Regions from separate parts of the Sus scrofa genome. Here region 2 is linked to region 1. A link is a contact called in public Hi-C data. All regions are on one chromosome and are shown on one strand. Each heading gives the region's core, a stretch centred on a gene start, on an enhancer-like site or on the middle of the called end of the contact. The rest is flanking DNA. Distances are from core to core; before and after follow the strand shown.

What was found. Hi-C and Micro-C count contacts between places; a contact is called where the count stands out from the background.
Region 2: a Hi-C map of liver shows a contact between it and region 1, with 2.4 times the contacts expected there. The contact joins the promoter of CCDC190 here to the enhancer-like site in region 1. A contact is called at or near these places in 1 of 5 promoter capture datasets (liver) and 8 of 47 Hi-C or Micro-C datasets (heart right ventricle, liver, mesenteric adipose tissue and 2 more).

What each region holds. Positions count from the first base shown.
Region 1 is chr4:87,319,035-87,321,798 of Sscrofa11.1, forward strand. RGS5 (regulator of G protein signaling 5) reads left to right here. Exons shown (of 5, transcript NM_214356.1): 2 at 1-76. Among named protein-coding and RNA genes, the nearest start is that of RGS5, 33 kb to the left of the region's middle. Within about 2 kb of position 1,312, at least 4 of the 83 cell types and tissues checked have an H3K27ac peak or open chromatin away from gene starts, as enhancers often do. A contact at or near this core is called in liver, where this site is marked.
Region 2 is chr4:87,558,276-87,561,288 of Sscrofa11.1, forward strand. CCDC190 (coiled-coil domain-containing protein 190) reads left to right here and starts at 1,752. Exons shown (of 4, transcript XM_003355080.4): 1 at 1,752-2,017.

The sequences.
Region 1 (2,764 bases), core at 62-2,561:
TCCAAAAGCCGGAGTCTGCTGTTGACCTTGTCATTCCGTACAATGAGAAGCCGGACAAGCCAGTCAAGATCCAGAAGTGAGTCATGATTATGGATTCCATTCTTTTCCTCCAGAGGATGGCTACTTTTCAAGTGCATAGCACCATCCCTCCTCTGTAGAACTCCCTCCTTCAATTACTCATTGAGGATCATAAGAGTCCTCAGGGAGTTGGCTAGTAAATAGGGTTTTTTCTTCTTTAACTCTCCTGTGTTTGGAACATAATATTATTTACTGGGAGGATACTTAAAAAAAAATGAAGATGAGGTCTTATCTTGGGACATTGTTGGAGAGACAGACCATCTCTTATAAAAGAGTATCAGCCACCTCATAGGTTATTGACCACACGGAAATGTAGTTAGAAATAACTGTTCACTTGCTGTGTGTCCTTGAGTCAGGTAAGCTTTCCTGACCCAATTAATTATGATCCCTGGATGCTCACCTGCTCAGGAAGTAGTCAAGACTTCTTCTTTGGCAGGGAGATACAAGTGGGAACATTTCTCTCAGGAAGACGTGAAGATCAAGGCAGTCAATTTAAGTCTAATAGTTCCTTTTCTGAGATATTGTCCCTTCAGAGGTCCAAGGGAGAAAGAGAAGACTGTTCCTTGACAGAAGAATGAGGACTTGACCAGATACTTCTCTTTAATGCACATCAAGCTATTTTCCCCCAGCCCATAAATGAACATCCCTGACAGGACTTTTTCAGTCCTCTCCCACCACCCCACATGCTTCTATCAATTTAGGCACAGAGGGGACTACAATTCCCAAGATGTAAGATGTTACAGCCATGAATCCAGCTCACGCTGCATTGGCTGTACTCGCAATAACTCAATGCACAAAATTCACAGTGTTTGCTATTGTTCTGCTAGCTACACAGTCCAGCATTGACTAGACAAGTGCATTGCATCTTCCCTTCAACGCAGAGACACCCCTGAGAATCAGGAAAGGAGGGGGGGAAGAAAAGCCAAATGTATTAAAAACTCCTTCACTCTACTACCTAAGACCTTTGAGGAGATGACAGAAGTGTGGTAAAAATACCACACTTTAACCTCCCCTTTCAAGGCATCCCCTTTAACCTCAATTTCTTTTAAGATTTAACATTCATATAAATTGGCCAATCTTGCCTCCGAATAACCTTCAAATTAGTATAGCTGGTTGGGAGATAGAGAGACAGGTTATTCCTTTTAAATATTTTTTCATCAACCGAAGTGGATATTTCCCCTCTCTTCCTTTTATTACTTCAAAGTGATCCCAAAGCGGAAGTGAGGCATAATTGGGTTTTCTGGGTTTAGGAAAGAGAAACTAAAATTCAACGTGGAGTGGCAGGCACCAGGCACTGGTAGAGAGTAAGAACCACATTTCATAATAGCGAAAGATCAAAAAGTCTATTTCGAAATAAACAGTGTGGTTGTTATTGATCTGTTGGAATTAACTTTTAAAAAATAAATATAGTGCTTTGTTTCCTGCTTTGATTCTCTGCTTTAATATCCCACACAGACACTTGAACTATTTGGCTCAATAGGGATTCAGAGAGAAGCAGTTTTGGAAGAAAACCTGGGGCTGACATTTATTGGATTATTATTTTTTTTTCTTGCCTTCCACCCACCCCCTTCCTTTGAGGAGTTTGAATTGTTTAGGAAAAAAATCCATCTTTTCCTGTGAGAATATTTGTGTGTCTCATTTTTAACAGTGGCCACTACAAAGCTTTCCCATCTTCTTCCAAACTCCTAAATCCCATTTCACCACCTCATATTTGGCAAATTTCCATGCCTTTTAACTGGCAGAAAAAGACTGTCTTGCATGAGCTCAATTGATTTCTCCTCTCCTCACTTTAAAGTTTCTCTGTATTTTTTTTGCCCATGTTCTTCTCAAGGAGAAGAAAATAAACCTCAGAGGAGAAAATAGACCTTCTCCGGATAGAAGGTATTTTTAGCTCCTCTCATCTTTTTTTAAAAAGCAATCCCTTCTTTAAAAAGCATTTTCTCTTTTTTTAAATACATTTTTATTCTTCTCATTTAAAAAACAAAAACAAAAACCAAACCATTGAAAAATAGAAAAAACTTTCCTATATCTCTACTGCCTAAAGCCAGATGCAGTTACTATTTTAGTGTTATTAACTGCTCGTTTTCCCTCTGGACCGTCTTCCACCAGAACAAACAAATACGATTTCCACTCTGAAAAACATTCTCCCAGCCGCTCACCTCTTCTATTCCATCCCTTCCTCTTGCTCTCACTGCATAATTTTAGAAATGGAAAGTCACTGCTTTCAATTTCATCTTTAACTCCCTTTATCACGTTTAAACCTTACTATCTCACTGAAATTGTCGTCACTAAGGGCTACCTCCTGCTTCATGGGCAGCATTGGGCTCTGCTCACCACTTGACCTCCTTAAAACTCTCCTCCTTAATGTCTCACCTTAAATTCTCCCATAAGGGCTCCCACTTTTGCCCATGCTCTCTACGTGAGCATTCCCTCAGGCTCTGCTCTGTGTCCTCACAATAAACAATAAACATATTACTAAACCATACAAGTTTAGCTTGCAATGGCTGTCATCATGGCTCATAATATAATCAATTGCAAAATTCTCAGGAGCTGATGATATGTTTATAGTTTATCTTATATGTTAGACGTTCTTTTTCTATGTGTAGAAGTCACTAATTTTTAACTACATTTTTGTTGTGGTGGTTTTCACCTCTTTAACTCTAGATTGACCTCCAAACAGAAACAG
Region 2 (3,013 bases), core at 502-3,001, 240 kb after region 1:
TTTTAACTTTAAACATCTTGCTTCACTATCTTGTGGCTTGAATTGTTTCTGACAGGAAGTCTGCCATAATTCTTATCTGTGTTCCTCTGTGGTGTGTCTTTTTTCACTCTTTTTTTTTTCCTTGTCTTTCTAGGGCCACACCCATGGCATAGGAGTCAAATCAGAGCTGTAGCTGCTGGCCTACACCACAGCCACAGCAACACAGGATTAGAACTGTCAGCAACTAACACCACAGCTCACAGCAATGCAGTCTCCTTAACCTGCAGAGCAAGGCCAGGGATCGATACCGTGTCCTCATGGATTCTAGTCGGGTTCATTACTGTTGCTCCATGATGGGAACTCCCTAGTTGTTTTCATAAATTATTTATTAGTTTTTTTAGCAATTTGATTTTATATACCTTGGAGTCATTTTATTCATCTTTCTTCAGCTTGGAATTCATTGAGCTTCTTGAATCTGGTACTTTGCCTGCTGCTACTAGCTGCCTTGGCTTTTCTGGACTTCTGCCTCCATCTTTTAAGGAGAATCCATTACTCCCTGTGATGTGGCCTGGAAACTCAGGAATACATTGTACACATTTCTGTACACACACTTTGGTTATAAAAAAAAAGTCAATCCCACTTTGAAATTCCAATCTCAAATACTGTTTAAACCCTTTCCTTGCTGGACTCCAAGGGACCTGGAGGAGGGTGGGATATGATAATCTGCCCTATCATTCTCCTTCTCCAGCCCCGTGGATGGACTGGAAAACATGGATTTTTTTGGTATACCTCCTCTCCCTTATCTTTTCAATATGTAACCCCCAATGTTGGGGTATATAAGGAAATAAAAGAGGCAGAGTTCTTCAAATATAATTGTGCTGAGGCATTATTGTTTTTTCCCCAACCAGTCCTTCTCCAGCTGGGAAGGAGGTGTCAGTATCCCCTTGTGTAGACATCCCCTTCTCTATGACGATTTTCTTGGGACCCCATTCCCTTCATTTAAATTTTGGAGGTGGGAGAATTACCTCATGAGAGGGGATGGTAAAGGCATTACCTCCTACTGAGAGAATAATGGATTTTCAACTCCCTCTCCCCAGTAAGCTCCTTATAATAGCTTGCTTGCTAGGTGATGACTGTGGGCCTATTTAGCTGTCTCTCTGTAAGCTTTGGGGGAATTAATAGGCCTCTGTGCTAGCAGGTCTTTTTAGACTGTGGGACATTAATGCCTCTTGTTTTTAGATGAAGCTCTAGGGCAACAGTAAAAATCCCACTTAATATCTTATTCTATAGCCAATATAGTTCAACTGGCCTTCTACCACAGAGTGCAATATATGATCACAAAAGCTGATTTAAATTTCATTTTGCCTAATTCCATTTTGACAACTTTGGACATCTTAATAAGCCCTGAAGTACACAAAACATGGATAGAAGCCTAGGAAAAGTAGTACAGTGTGCAAGAATACAAAGTAAACAAATTAACTACTCTCCTGCATAAAATGTGCACATTCTGACAAAAAAAAAAAAAAAAAAAAAAAAAAGCCTTCTTATGGAACCTGATCTGGTTTCCAAGAAGTAGGAATGGGTGTTGTGAGGGGAGGTAGGGAGCAGTATGGCAAAAGAGGGGGGGGATAGAGAAGGGGGATGGGGAGAGAGGGGAGAGAGACTGAAAACAGAGTAAGACGCTCCTTGCTTTCATTCTTGGCTCCCATGGACACAGCCCAGGAGCACTGCGTGCCCCTCTAGGGGAGGGCTGGAAGCTGGCAGGCTTCCTTAACTCGAGGAGTTATTTCAAGCTCTGGGACTGGTGCCCACACCCAGGGAGTTAGCATTCCTGACCAAGGAGGTGGCATCGATGAGAGCTTTCAAGTATATTCATCATTCTCCCCTGCAGCCCTCTCCAAAGACCCCTCCCCTCCCTTCTTCCCCAACACTAAACCCCTTCATTTACTGAAGAAAAACAGGCTCATTAATCCAGGCTCAGCCTGGCATACCAAAAGAAGCAGGCAACAGTTTTACGGTGAGAACCCTGGATTTGTAGGTAAGTGCTACTCACCGTGTTCTTCAGTAAAAGTTTATTCTACACTTTAGGCTGAAATCAAGCTGTCTTAAAATTTCTTTCCTGTGTCCTGACCTTATCTCCCTTTTAATACTAAGTTTTTTTTCCAGTGTTATTATAATCAAAGCTTTTTGATAACAGCTGATTTATATCTCAGGTACGTATTGTGCTCTTAGCTCTGAGATACATATTGTGAAGGATGCAAAGAGGAGGAAAAATGGGTGTCCCTGACTGTTAGTGCAGAGTTCAGAGGAGGAAGATGGGTGAAGGCAGGAAGAGGAACTCCTGCACAATCCAAGTGGTCTCACCAGAGCTGCCCAGACTACTTGTTCTGAATGCCTATATTATTTTGTGACCAGCAGATCCTACTCTTTCTACTTTTTGCAATATTGATTGCTCAGATTCGGCATGTACCATTAGACTCCAGAGTTGAAATCTGAAAGTTCTTTGAAAGCAGGAATTGTTTCTCATTCACCACTTTTCTTAGCCCTCAGCACAGCTCTTGGCACATAGCAGAATTACAGGCTACTATGTGTGGACCTGCACATACATGAATTAGTGAACTAAAGGGGCCCTAGAATGGCTCTGTCCTAAGTCCCCAAATCATTTACAGACCTCTGAACAGGCTTTCAAGGAGTCTCTAAAGAACAGTAGAAAGGACTTATAGGATGAATAATGCCTTATGTATGGAAAGTGTTTCTATTATTTTTGCCCAAAAAGTTGTTCATATTCTTTTTATTTGATCTTTGCAGCAATCTCATTGGTGGTTGTATAGGGAAACTATCGTCTATCACTATATTATTGGCAAGGAGACTGAAGTTCAGAGCAGTTTGCTCTCAATACTTCTGTGTCACTCTGGAAACTCATGTTGCCATAGGGCAGTTTTCCAATAGTGTGACTTCATCTGACCTGGCAGCTGTGCGTTTAGAAACACACGGGATTCAAACACTGATCTCTGATTCAAAGCCAGGGGACAGA